Linked DNA regions of Mus musculus: all the other regions are linked to region 3. The links are chromatin contacts, called in public Micro-C and promoter capture Hi-C maps. All regions are on one chromosome and are shown on one strand. The core of a region is the stretch at or near the end of the contact, and the rest is flanking DNA. Distances in the headings are between cores, read along the strand shown. Region 1 holds the start of Fn3k (fructosamine 3 kinase). Region 2 holds the start of Rab40b (Rab40B, member RAS oncogene family). Region 3 holds the start of Foxk2 (forkhead box K2).

Region 1 (3,914 bases), core at 437-2,936, 170 kb after region 3:
AGGGAAGACACGGACACTGCACTTGGCTTTAGAATCAGGTTAGAAAAGGTCGTTGGGGTAGAACCCTGGCTCTGCAGTCCGCCACTCTGGCTACCATGATTAGGAATGATCAAGCCACATTAGGAGGCCATATCAGTCAATGTTCCTTGCCTGAGTGTGTGCCCAGGTTCCAATCATCCCACATAGCTGCCAGATGCAGGAGTTATTCAAGAGCCTCTAGGGAACCCAGTCTCAGTCTGAGCCCATGACAGGTCACAAGGACCCTGGGGATGGCCAGCACTGACAGGCTTTGCCCCTCTGAGGTATGACAGAGCTCCTAAGATAGGCTCCTCAATGAGGGCTATGCCTACCGAAAACCCATGCAAATGTTATCTCTTCATGTGCTTTGGGCGTCATCTTAGTGTGAGGCTGGTCGATAAAGGAACAGCTGTAGAACTGTCAGCTGGCAGGCCATGAGAAAAACATTGAGCAGCACAGTGCAGCCAGGTCTTCTTGACACATGCTGGGAAGAGTCTTATCCCGCTAGGGCCTGAGACTAGAATTCATAGGATGGAGCCCAAAACCAGACTTGGTTTCATATGTTATGAGCTATGTCTCAGCACTGGGACCCAGGCAAGTTAACTCCTCTATACTTTAGTTTTGTCATAGAGAAGGCAGGAGCTAATTATAGCATCCTCTCAGGATATTTGTGAATGTAGCTGACATTCACTTGTGCCCTGGCACATACTCAAAGCTCAGCAATGGATCTATCCACCCACTAATCTTCCTAGTCCCTTTATAGTCAGCTGGGGACATTGCAGTACAAGAGAGGGACCAGCAGCTCATGGTGGGAGCTGCCATCTGAGGCAACCTCTCCTAAAACACTGAAGGGTTAGCACAGGCTGTCTCTTATATCAGTCTGTGGATGTGTTCTTATATGTATGTGTGTGTGTGCCCATGCATCCATGAGCATATATGTCTGCTGCTTTCCTATCATGGCTGTCTGAAATCCAGAGTTCCACCTACCCTGGGTGGAGTAGGCTGCTGCTATCACACCTCCCACAGTAGCCTCTATCACTCAGCCCTGTGGCATTAAGAGGTGCCACTAGGGCCTAGCCAGGGCACCCCCATGGCTAGGACTCCACCCTTATCTGGACAGTGAGATCTTCTCCATGGGATATCTAAGTCTCTAGGCTATGCCTTGTGTTGCAAGGATAAAGAAGCCCTGACCCAAATCTTTCTGCGCTCTTTCCTGATTCTCCCAGTTATGCAGAGAGCACGGTGCCCAGGGTAGACCCCAGGTGGGTGCAGATGTTCTGGGACTTCACGTGCATTCTGTGAGGACACTCCCTTTCTGTCTCGTGGCTTTACAGAACACCCGCCACCCGGTCTGGGTTCTGTTTCTATAGGGTGTGTTGTTGGAGGAGAAATTCTGAAATGAGCTTAGTAATGAGGGTATCGAGAGCTTTTGCATCCCTCCTTCTCCCACAGCAGCCCCGGGTGGAAATCGCCTTGGAGAGAGAAATTCCTCGCTCTCTTCCCCCTCCCACCCTAGCTCTGGTGCCCAAGAGCATGCAGGGATAGCATGCACCGGAGGTAGCTAGGAGCCAGCAAGCCTGTGTCAGACAATGTTGTGACAGCGCTACGCCCCGCCCCCTGATCCGCCCTCCGCGCGTGTTCCCTTCTGGTCCCCGACTCCCCCTCCTCTGCGTCACCTGACCGCATTCTGCACCTCAACTCTCCATGGAGCAGCTGCTGCGCGCCCAGCTTCACACCACAACACTGCGGGCCTTTGGGAGCTCCGGAGGGGGCTGCATCAGCGAGGGCTATGCCTACTACACTGACAGTGGCCCCGTGTTTGTCAAGGTCAATCGCAGGACACAGGTGCGCTGCCCGGTATACAAGGATAAAGTCTAGGAAGGGGAAAGAGGAATGCAGGATTCTGAGAAGTGGTGGAGGAACTAGACCTGGCGTACCCAACGCTCTGCTGAGGGGTCAACCAGCACTTGCATGCAGGCAGCTTCTTGGGACCAGAGGGTTTCTCTTTGCTGCATGATTATTTTCTTGCTTTTGCTCCCACACAGGGGCTTTAAATTTTCTGTAATCACTGACCATGGGGGAGGTGAGTCTTAGCGGTAAGCTGCTTCTGCCCATGTCTGGTCTCTGCTCTGACCTCAGCTCCTGCATTTTCCCAGCAGGTGAAGAGAGACAGGATTCCCAGGGCTAGGTTAGCACCATCGTTCTCAAAGGCTCTGTTGGTTTCTAGGACGTTTAAGATATCCCCGTTTAAGAATGTATGGAGCCAGGCATACATCTAAACCCTATCACTCTGGTACTTAGGAGGCTGAGACAGGAGGATGGTGAGTTCCATGTCAGCCTGGGCTACATGAGGAGAAGCTGGCTCAAAAACAAAAACAAACTAACAACAACAAAAGAATGCATGGAAAACTGTAAGACAACTGAGGACTGTTAGCTAGAGTCCCTGAGAGCAAGCTGTGCTGGCACAGCATGGTGCTCCCCTTCTGTGGGGGGAGGACTCCAGAGGTTCTGGACTCTGTGGGGAGTAGTTCTGGATAGTGGTTATAGTATCTAGGATGCTCCTGGTATCATTAGAGACGGTGAAGGTAGCACCTCCCTGCTTTCTGTGCAGCGTTGGCCTGGTTTGGAGGTTTACCCTGGAAGCATGGCTGAAGTTTGCAAATGCCCTTCCACAACAGGCTGCTCAGCACATGCCTCTTTGTCCCAAGTGCAGGTTGGCGATTTGAGTGTACCTGTCTGACTTTTCCCCTTGAAAGGGGATTAAGGGGGAAGAATGGTTTACATGTGTGATAATAAATGTTTTGGCTTCAAGTTTCACTTTTAATCAACGATATCCAATTTATTTTGTGTGTATGTATGTATGTGTGTGTGTGTGTGAAAGCTCTGGTTTGCATATTCATGACGTGCGTAGAAGTCAGTGGATAACTTTTGGGGAGTTGGTTCTGTCCTTCGGCCTTATTTTGTGGCAAGGTTTTTCTTGTTTCTGCTGCCACACGGCCTGTTCTAGGCTAGCTGGCCTGAAAGACTCCAGCTGACTGTTTGTCTCCCATCATGTGGTAGGAGGGCTGGGATTACAGATGCACACCACCACATCTGGAACACACTACCACATCTGGATTTTTGGAGATCAAAGCTGGGTGATCAGGCTTGAATGCTTTTACCCACAGTCATCTACTTTTTAATTTTTACAAATGTATGATTCTATATGTAGAAGTGTTCACAAACCCCATGAATAAATGCATGGGGGGGGGGGCTGAGGATGTCATTCATTGTAGAGCATTTGCCTAGTGTGGACAGTCTCCTGGGTTGAGCCTCCCAGCACCACAAATAAATAAGTAAATAAAATGCATGTTTTTAACCAAGGTATAGTGAACAATATGAAAGTTTGCTAAAAATAAGTGGGGGTATTTCTAAGTCACTTAGAAACAAGCCTCTGCATCCCAGAAAAGGCCTGTGGACAAGCTGGGTATACTAGCTTCTCTAGTCCTTGCTAGAATGGAGCCAGGCTCTTCTAACCTCACCACTCTGCCTTCTCTGACTCAAATGTGATCCCAGGTAATTTCTACCATGCCCAAGGCTGCCTGCCCCCACTTAGAGGCATGAAGGAAAACAATACCTTGGAGGACTCAGTCCCAGCCTCAGACTTTGTTGGTTCACACTTCACTTGTACCCATTCCTCTCACCCCACCCCCACCTTGCATCCCCTTGTGACCTGTGCATCTTCCACCGCAAGGCTTTGCTTGTGTGAGTCTCCCCTTAGACCCCTTGAATTCTGGCATCAGGCTTGTCCTTTCAGTTCCTTCTTACCTGAAGGGGTCTCTCTTGAACACTGGCCTCGAGAGATGGAGGTGATGCTGTTTTTCAGTAATTGAAGGCACTTGGTCTTCTGGCTTGTG
Region 2 (4,160 bases), core at 1,560-4,059, 130 kb after region 3:
TACAGTGTACTCATATACATAAAATAAATCTTCAAAAAAAAAAAAAAGTAGGCAGGAGAGTTCATGTTAGAGAGAAGGCCTGAGAAAGATCACAGGCCAATGTCTCTGAAGACCAAGAAAGGGGCCAAGAACCCCAGAGTGCAGGAAGGTTCTGAAAGCTGAAAAAGATAAGAAGACATTTTCCCTGTGCTCCATGTAGAAATGTTCTACTGATGCCAAACTGCGTAGAGGATAAACTCTTGCTGCTTTAAGCCAGCTTGTAGTCATTTTTCGTAACAGCAAATGAGAAATCAACACAAAAGCAATGGGAGATATTTTACGGACACAAATCAAATTCCTCTGAAATTAAGAAAGGAATTTTTTTTATCTAGAATTCAAAATACACACATATCAAAAATTTTGAGTCATGGCCTGATTAAGCAAGGTAAGGCAAAGAAAAACGGTCTTCAAAAATTCCTAAAGAAAGGCAAATCTCCCATTTAGAAAATCAGTTGGCATGATGTTTTCACCATAACAACATCAGATACCAGAAAGACTGTGAACAAGTTACCAGGTATTGAGGGGAAAGAGCAGGACAGTCTAAGAACACTGTGTGCAGCCAAAGACAGACAACATAGTCTCAGCACAAGCAACTCAGAAGGTTTTAAACTCAGGAGTAGCTATAGTTAAGAGTTAGCCAACACTGAACTCATTTTTTTTTTTCTGAGACAGGGTTTCTCTGTGTAGCCCTGGCTGTCCTGGAACTCAATCTGTAGACCAGACTGGCCTTGAACTCAGAGATCCGCCTGCCTCTGCCTCCCGAGTGCTGGGATTAAAGGCGTGCTGCCACCAATGCCTGGCTCTGAATTCATTTAAATACTGCATGAATACTGAGCACCGGTATTAGATCTACAAAATGAAACTGAGCGTTCCAAACCTCTGAAGTATGGAAATTGCAAAGTGGGCTACAAAACCCGGACATGGAAGAAGAGAGTGGAGCATGAAACCGAGAGTGGAGCATGAAGCCGGGAAGACCGCATCTTCCACTGCCAGAGCACTGAGAGAGACACTCAGAGACTGAGAGAATGTCTTTATAACAAAATAATGACCCAAGCTTCATAACGTTTACCTCACCCCTACTTGTTTATTTTCCTGCTTTTTTTTTTATCTCCCCTCCCTAATTTACTCCCTCCCATTTTGTTTTGTTTTTTTTTCCCCAGACAGGGTCTCATACTGTAGCACAGACTGGCCTCAAACTCATGGCAATTCCCCACCCCCACCCCCCTGCTTCTTGAATGCTGGGATTACAGGTGTGAGCTGCCATACCTGGCTTGCTCTTCCCATGCTCTTTTCTTAGCCCTAAGAGAAATATGTAGTAAATCAAAAAGCCACAATGGCCACAACTACGGCATCAATTCTCCTCAATCTCTTAGACCATGTTGACAACAGAAAACAGACAAAAGCAACAGAAGTGCAGTGGGCCTTGCTCAAGCCAACCAGCAGCAAGTCTGCTCACATGTCATCCACATCTTTCTCTCTGCCCACATCAGTCATTTACTGTGGGACTCACGTCCCCTTTGGGGGCTTGTTAAACGTTTTACTCTTTTGCCTCTGCTGAAGCCTGGGTGTTTCATTGAGCACCAGGACCTGAAGACAGCCCTGTCTTCAGTCACGCCCTTGTTCTCGCAGTAATGCTGTCCAACAGAGCTTTGTCCTAAAGGAAAGGTCTAAATCTGTGCGGTCCAACCTGGTAGTTAAATGGCATTGGACCACACAGTTTTAGGGCCTTGCCTTGTGGCATTGCCAGGGGGCTGGAGATGCAGGAAGCAGTCTGCAAGCCCAAAGAACAGAGGGTGGCAGGCCTCAGGGCAGGGTCTGTATTAGAAAGGTGTGTTGAAACCCCCACAACAACACAATAGGCATTCACTGAAGTCTGTGCACAGCCACAGTCAAAGGGATGGATCACTACGTGACTATTCTTGGATGTTCTGCTCAGGATTCTGCCACTCTGTCTCCTTCCTCTGGGGTGCAAGATCTTAAACTTCAGGCTTCTAGGACACTCACTGCTCACTGCCCTGGAGCCTGAGACGCTCTGGTCTCACCCGTGTCCAGTCTCCTGGACTCCAGTCTCTTAGTTGGGTTCCTTCCTACACCCTAGCCAATTCTACAGGGTCACTTAGATTCCTCTTCCTCCTCTTGGAAGTCCTGTCCACTAGGACACAGAGCTTAGTGCTTGGAATCAAAGGCTGGAGTCTAGTCTTGCTACTCTCTGCTTGCAGTTCCACGCACCAAAAGGTCATAGCCTCAGAGACTGTGGTCTCAGACCTCAGCTCCGTGGACCGCTGTCTCTCTGCCCACGCCTCCTGTAATCCCACACACTTCTCCGAACACGTAGCTAGCACCTGCGATGTCCCTCGACGACCACCCTGAGCTGCTTTGCGGACTCCGTCCACAGAGCGCAGTCTTCCCCAGCATGCGGTTCCTAGCCCTGCCCAGCCGCTCCCGGGACCCACGCTGGAGAGGCCGCTCGCACCGACACCCCAGCGCTGCGCCTCCGGGTGCTGCAGCCGCGCTCACCCGCCGGGTGGCCGTAAGGAGACTCGGCTGCTCCGTCCTGCAAGCTGGCCAGGATCTCTCCCTTGCCCACGTCGCTGTCGCCCACCAACAGGAACTTAAGTAGAAAATCGTAGGCCCGCACCGGGCTGCCCAGGGAGCTCATCATGCCGGCCCAGCCACCCCGCCCATACCGGCCCAAGGCTGCGCGCAGGCGGCGGAGGGTCCCCGAGCGCCGCGGGCCCCTCGAACGCTCCACCGGTCGGGGGAGCTTGACAGCTGAAGAGCCCCGCCCACCTTACCTTGCCATTGGCGAGCCTCAGTTGCTGAGGTATATACACATGCTCATTGGTTAGCAAGCTCGCCCATCTATTTCTTTACGCCTCCGCACCACGCCCACCGCCTCTCCTGGGAGGACTTGTTGCCTAAGCCAATGGAGGTCCGAAGGCCGAGCCAGAAGAAACCGAAGGGGGGGGGAGAGGTTTGCTCCTGCAAACCAATGGAAGAATGGCATAGAGAGGAGGGGCGTGGTCAGTGTTTACTCCCTCCCCTGTATCAGTGCGTAACAGGAGTTGGCTCCAGATTGGTGTGGGAAGTGTTGAATCCCTGCCTGGAAACGAGAATTTGTCCCACAGCTCCACAGAGCTTTGAATGCTAGCGTGAGAGCTTAGCATGTTCATGTGTTCATGTAGGCATCAGATGTAACTAAAGTTACAGGTAGTTGTGAGTTTCAGCACCAAGTGGACACATGGACAAGTGCACCTCTAAAGGTGTCTGCTAGTGGGTGCCTCGAGGTCTCCACGGGTTTCTGTCCATGCATGTCAGTGTGAGTGTGTGTGTGTGTGTGTGCATCGTGTGCCTGTGAGGTTGTTGTCAGAGAGCACATGACGGGGACCTGTCTGTCTCTGATCTCTTTTACCCCAAGGGAGCAGTGAATCTGCTCTCTGTTCAGGAGCACCTCACCAGTGGGAACTAAGTTATTTAGAGTAATCATAGTTTAGCATCCCCGCTACCTACATCTTTATACAACCTGAAGTGGAAGCACCTCTTGCAATCGTGCCTCCTCTCTGTTAAGAAGGATACATTTCCGGATGGAAAAGAAAAAGCAGTGGATGAAAATTACGAAAGCATTTGTGAACATTGTTCTAAGCGCCACAGCTGTGCTGTGATTCAGGACAAGGCCGGTTTGGCTCAGAACAGGCTGGTCTTGGAGCAAGGTGACCGCTGCCTCCCTGCAGGAACACTATCCTTTCAAAGAGTTGACTATAATAAGCTCTAATTACAAGATATGGCTGCCAGTCTAGAATAGGTAATTGAGATAGGGTTTTTCGAGACAGGGTTTCCCTGAGTAGCCCTTTCTGTCCTGAAACTGGCTTTGTAGATCAGGCTGGTCTTGAGATCTGCCTGCCTCTGCCTCCTGAGTGTGGTATTAAAGACATCGGCCACCACTACCCAGCTAGAATGGATGGTCTCGCTGAGCCATTTTTGACTCAGAATACTATCTTTGACTCAAGATTACACTGTTGCTAACCAAGAATACCTGAGCTGTAATTATTTCAGAGGACCATGACATGGCAACAATCGCCCACACAGAAAAACCTTCCTTAGAGAGAGCGCTTTAGAATGTC
Region 3 (4,229 bases), core at 603-3,102:
ATCTCAAACAAACCAACTAATAAAACATATGGATCAACTCTGAAAAACATCAGAGATGCTCTATATCCTGCAGGATCAAATATTCTGCTGGGCGGGAATGGGGCATATGTGGGAGTATGGGCAAATGGGTCCCGAGGGCTCATTAGGCAGCTGGCCTTGCCAAAACCGAGAACTCCAGGTTCATTGAAAGACCCTGTCCTTGAAGAGGACATCCTGACATCAGTCCCTGGTGCTGCATGGCCCACAGTGGGATACATACACAGGAACAGATAAGCACATATATCCTATTAGAATACAGCGGCGTTCTCATCTGTAATAAATGCTTAAGTTTACATGTACATTGAAGAAGTGCTTTAAAATAAATATCTTTATAAGTGTTTGGTTTGGCCAGATATGGTGGCTCATTCCTCTACTCCCATCCCTTGGGAGGCAGAGGTGGGTGGCTCTCTATGAGTTCGAGGTGATCTTGGCCTATATAGTAAGCTCCAGGCCAGCCAGGGTTATATATGACTGATCGTCTTTCCCTCCCCACAGAAAACACCAAAACCAGCCACAAAAGCCAAACAAAGCAACATAAGTGTTGGATTTGTATGCTTACTTTACATACCTGGATAGCTAGGTGTAAAAAGTTAGATCTAGCCATGTTATAGATAGATGCTAGAGTCACATGGCAGAGCCTCAAACCTGCCCTAGGCAGTGCGCAGGACAACACAACGGTGTCAACAGTAATGGGAGGGCATTTCTTGTTCTTGACACCCTTTGTCCTTGAACTGTGTTTGTCTAGATACTCACCTAGTTATCATTTCCATAGTTTTCTGTACATCACCTACAATGCCTCAAATTAATATTTAATGAAATGGCTCTTTGCCATATTTATAGTACAAAGCATTTTGAACCCTTAGGAATTTATCCCGTAATTACAGACACATATGTCAAATAAGATATGTAAATGTTATAAAGACTGTTTCCCATTAAATGTATTGCAAGTTTAGACATAGAATGAATTAGAACGCAAAATGTTCCCATGCCTCTAGTCTGGGGCCTCTGTTTAGAAGCTCTTGGCTAGAATGTCCACTTTATCCTATGCAGCTTAAGTCCAGACTCTCAACCTTTCCACTCTCCCTGACCTGAATGAACTCCTTTTGTGCATCAGTGAGAGAACACTGCGTCCCATCGCCTGCACCCAGGGGCCACCATATTGGTGTGACGTTCTTTATGACCACGTGCCTCTCTTACCAGAGCTAAAGCAGGTGCATCCACTGCCCTTCGTTCCTGGGGAAGAAACTAGGGGTCTCAGCTTCACCTCTATGTTGGCACCGGCTTCTGGAGCCCCTCACAGCCTGCTCGATCTGCATAGCTCTGCTCCTCCCACGGGCCCGCGTTGTGGTTTCTTTTTTAATGGGAGAGATGGGATCTCTCTATCACACATACACAGATTGGAATAAAGCTCAGATTTGCAGTCCTTGGTATGAATTACTGAGTGCAGAACTCTATGCATACTGGGGTAATTTCTGTCACATCCCTGTGACATACGGGTCGATGCGGCAGGTTCCCGAGCAGCGCGCCTGACTCTACGCAACCTAGGGCGGAGTGTGAGAGGGGCCAGCGGCTCCCGGGGCGCACTCGCGCCCGTCGTGACCTTGGACCCCCGCTCAGTCCGCGAACGCGCGCGGCCCCACGCCAACTCCTCACTCCGCCCCGGGTTTTCCGCGCCGCCGCGGCCAACCTGCGTCGCGCGACGACGCCGGACGTGCGGGCGCTCGGCGGCGCGGCTCCCCATTGGCCGGCCTCGGTAGCCCCACTGCGTGCGCCGCGCCCATTGGTCGGCGTGCCCGTCCGTCGTAGGGCCGGCGCGCGGCCGTGCGAGCTCCCGCCCTCGCAGCTCTCCTCGCCGGCCGGCGGTCTCCGCGACCGTGCTCGGCTCGCGCGGCCCACGACCGCGCCCGGGCCTCGGCCCGCTAGGGCGCCCGCGCGGATCGGCCAGGCCTCGCAGGCGATGGCGGCCGCGGCGGCGCTCTCGGGCGCGGGCGCCCCTCCCGCGGGCGGCGGGGCCGGGGGCGGCGGATCCCCGCCGGGCGGCTGGGCCGTGGCGCGGCTCGAAGGCCGCGAGTTCGAGTACCTCATGAAGAAGCGGTCGGTGACCATCGGCCGCAACTCATCGCAGGGCTCGGTAGATGTGAGCATGGGCCACTCGAGCTTCATCTCGCGGCGCCACCTGGAGATCTTCACGCCCCCGGGCGGCGGCCATAGCGCGGCCGCCCCGGAACCCGCGCAGCCCCGGCCGGACGCGGGCGGCGACTTCTACCTGCGCTGTCTCGGCAAGAACGGCGTGTTCGTGGACGGGGTGTTCCAGCGGCGGGGGGCGCCGCCGCTGCAGCTGCCGCGCGTGTGAGTGGCGGGAGGGGGGCAGTGTCCTGGACCTGACCCACGGTGGCTACCCAAGAGCAGGGAGGGACCCTGACCCACAGCAGCCACCCCCGGGGAGGGGCGGGACCCGCACTCAGACCCACTGCCCATCATCAGGCAGGACGCAGAAGACCCACGTCAGCTACCCATGAGCAGGGTCAGACCCTGGACAAGACCTGGTCCCCATCAGGGAGGGATCCTGATCCGCTATCCGGGAGCAAGGAAGGCTAGACTCACCACCAGGACCCATTCACTGCCCATAACCAAGACCTGACTGATTCTGACCTACCCTAGTTTAATGCCCACGACCATCACTGGGATCACAGCCCCCCAGCGCTCCACCCGGAGTATTTAACATGCTGGCCCACTCCTGTCTGCCCTCCTACTGCCAGGTCCCCTGCACTGGTATTCTAACCCACGGCCCTTTGTCCAGTCTGACATGGGACTCTCAGAACACAGACCATCATTTCTGCCATCAACCCTCAGCCCTCCCTGCCATCATCACCAGCGTTGGTGGGTGGAAGTTTTATGGGTGCTCTGTGCCTAACCATCAGGGAGGAGGCACCCAAGGGAGATGCTAAGATGTGTGTGGTGGAGAACTATCTAAAATGAAGGGTAGATACCTGGTACCTTTTTTTTTTTTTTTTTTTTTTTTTTAAATTCACGTTTCAGTAGCAAGATATTTTGGAGGTAGCGTCTTAAGCCTAACAATTCTCTTTCCCCAGTGTTTTTGTAGCCTAAAAACTGAAAACTCCCAAACATGAAGGATTAGAAGCCTGTCTGTCCAGAACCTTAGAAATCTGGGAAAACTGGATACTAATTTCAACCAAGTAATCTTTAAAAAGCATTTTTAGCCAGGTGGAGTGTATTCAACCTGTAATCCCAGCACCCTAGAGGCTGAGACAGTAGAAATTTGAGTTCCAGGGTAGGTTAGACTGTGGAGTAAACTCTAGAATAGTTTGGGTTGCATGCTGAGACGTCGTCTCATAAAACAACAACAACAACAACAAAAAAACAGAACAAAGGGTGTTTGGTTTTTAAGGAATTATTACAAGATTGTGTAGAATAATTACAAAATTATTACAAGGAAGCCTCATAGGGAACTGTCAATCACAGCACAAAACAATTTCAATTTGGTTCTGTGGTTGGATAAACTTACTGTTTATTGTGCTTGAAAAACAACTTTGCTTTCCAGGAAATGCTAAGTATTCCTCAGGGTCCCTCTCTAGATCAGTGCTAGTAGAGCTTTTGCCACAGACTGAAGGTTTTTTAATTGCTTTCAGTTTTTGGAGATAATAGCAAGAGCTGTGTTAACTTAGGTTTGATGTGTCTGTACTCCATATTTCTTAGCTTTGGGAGGGTGTCCCAGCATGCACCACTGTGCTTGGCTACAAAGTTCATTTATTTGTTTGTTTGTTTATTTATTTAAAAATATTAACAGTCTCTGGTTAATAGCACTTGTTGCTCTTGCAGAGGACTTAGCGTCAGTTCTTAGCATTACCACTCAAAACTATTTGTAACTATAGCTCTAGGCATCAGATACCCTCTTTGAATGCTGTGGTCACCAGTCATGCACATAGTACACAAACATATGTGTGGGCAAATACTCATACACATGAAATAGAATAAATTTAAAATGACATTTATTGCCAGGTGTAGTGGTACACACCTTTAATTCCAGTACTTAAGAGGCAGAGGCAGGTGGATCTCTGAGTTCAAGGACAGCCTGCTCTACGTAGAAAGTTCATTTTGTTTATATCTGTGCCTTGCTTGCATTTGCTACAGCACAATGGAGGCCAGAGGACAACTTGCTGGAGTCAGTT

Evidence for each region. A called contact is a pair of places that touch in the nucleus more often than the background predicts. Capture Hi-C pulls out chosen DNA fragments and counts their contacts.
Region 1: a promoter capture Hi-C map of adipose tissue shows a contact between it and region 3. The contact joins the promoter of Fn3k here to the promoter of Foxk2 in region 3. A contact is called at or near these places in 10 of 39 promoter capture datasets (3T3-L1-derived adipocytes, the HPC-7 cell line, cranial neural crest and 7 more), 4 of 484 Hi-C or Micro-C datasets (cortical neurons, embryonic stem cells and muscle stem cells), 4 of 115 datasets of contacts at active chromatin or transcription factors (the SCID.adh cell line, bone marrow-derived macrophages, embryonic stem cells and 1 more) and 2 of 9 other capture datasets (adipose tissue and pancreatic islet).
Region 2: a Micro-C map of embryonic stem cells shows a contact between it and region 3, with 2.7 times the contacts expected there. The contact joins the promoter of Rab40b here to the promoter of Foxk2 in region 3. A contact is called at or near these places in 2 of 39 promoter capture datasets (cranial neural crest and maxillary cranial neural crest), 3 of 484 Hi-C or Micro-C datasets (all in embryonic stem cells), 1 of 115 datasets of contacts at active chromatin or transcription factors (embryonic stem cells) and 2 of 9 other capture datasets (adipose tissue and pancreatic islet).

Annotation. Positions count from the first base shown.
Region 1 is chr11:121,433,267-121,437,180 of GRCm38.p6, forward strand. It overlaps Fn3k (fructosamine 3 kinase), which reads left to right and starts at 1,687. Exons shown (of 6, transcript NM_022014.4): 1 at 1,687-1,863. The coding sequence starts at 1,723.
Region 2 is chr11:121,385,442-121,389,601 of GRCm38.p6, forward strand. It overlaps Rab40b (Rab40B, member RAS oncogene family), which reads right to left and starts at 2,810. Exons shown (of 6, transcript NM_139147.3): 1 at 2,557-2,810. The coding sequence starts at 2,701. Mir7236 (microRNA 7236) reads right to left here and starts at 1,763; the gene lies at 1,704-1,763.
Region 3 is chr11:121,258,135-121,262,363 of GRCm38.p6, forward strand. Foxk2 (forkhead box K2) reads left to right here and starts at 1,853. Exons shown (of 9, transcript NM_001080932.3): 1 at 1,853-2,388. The coding sequence starts at 1,997.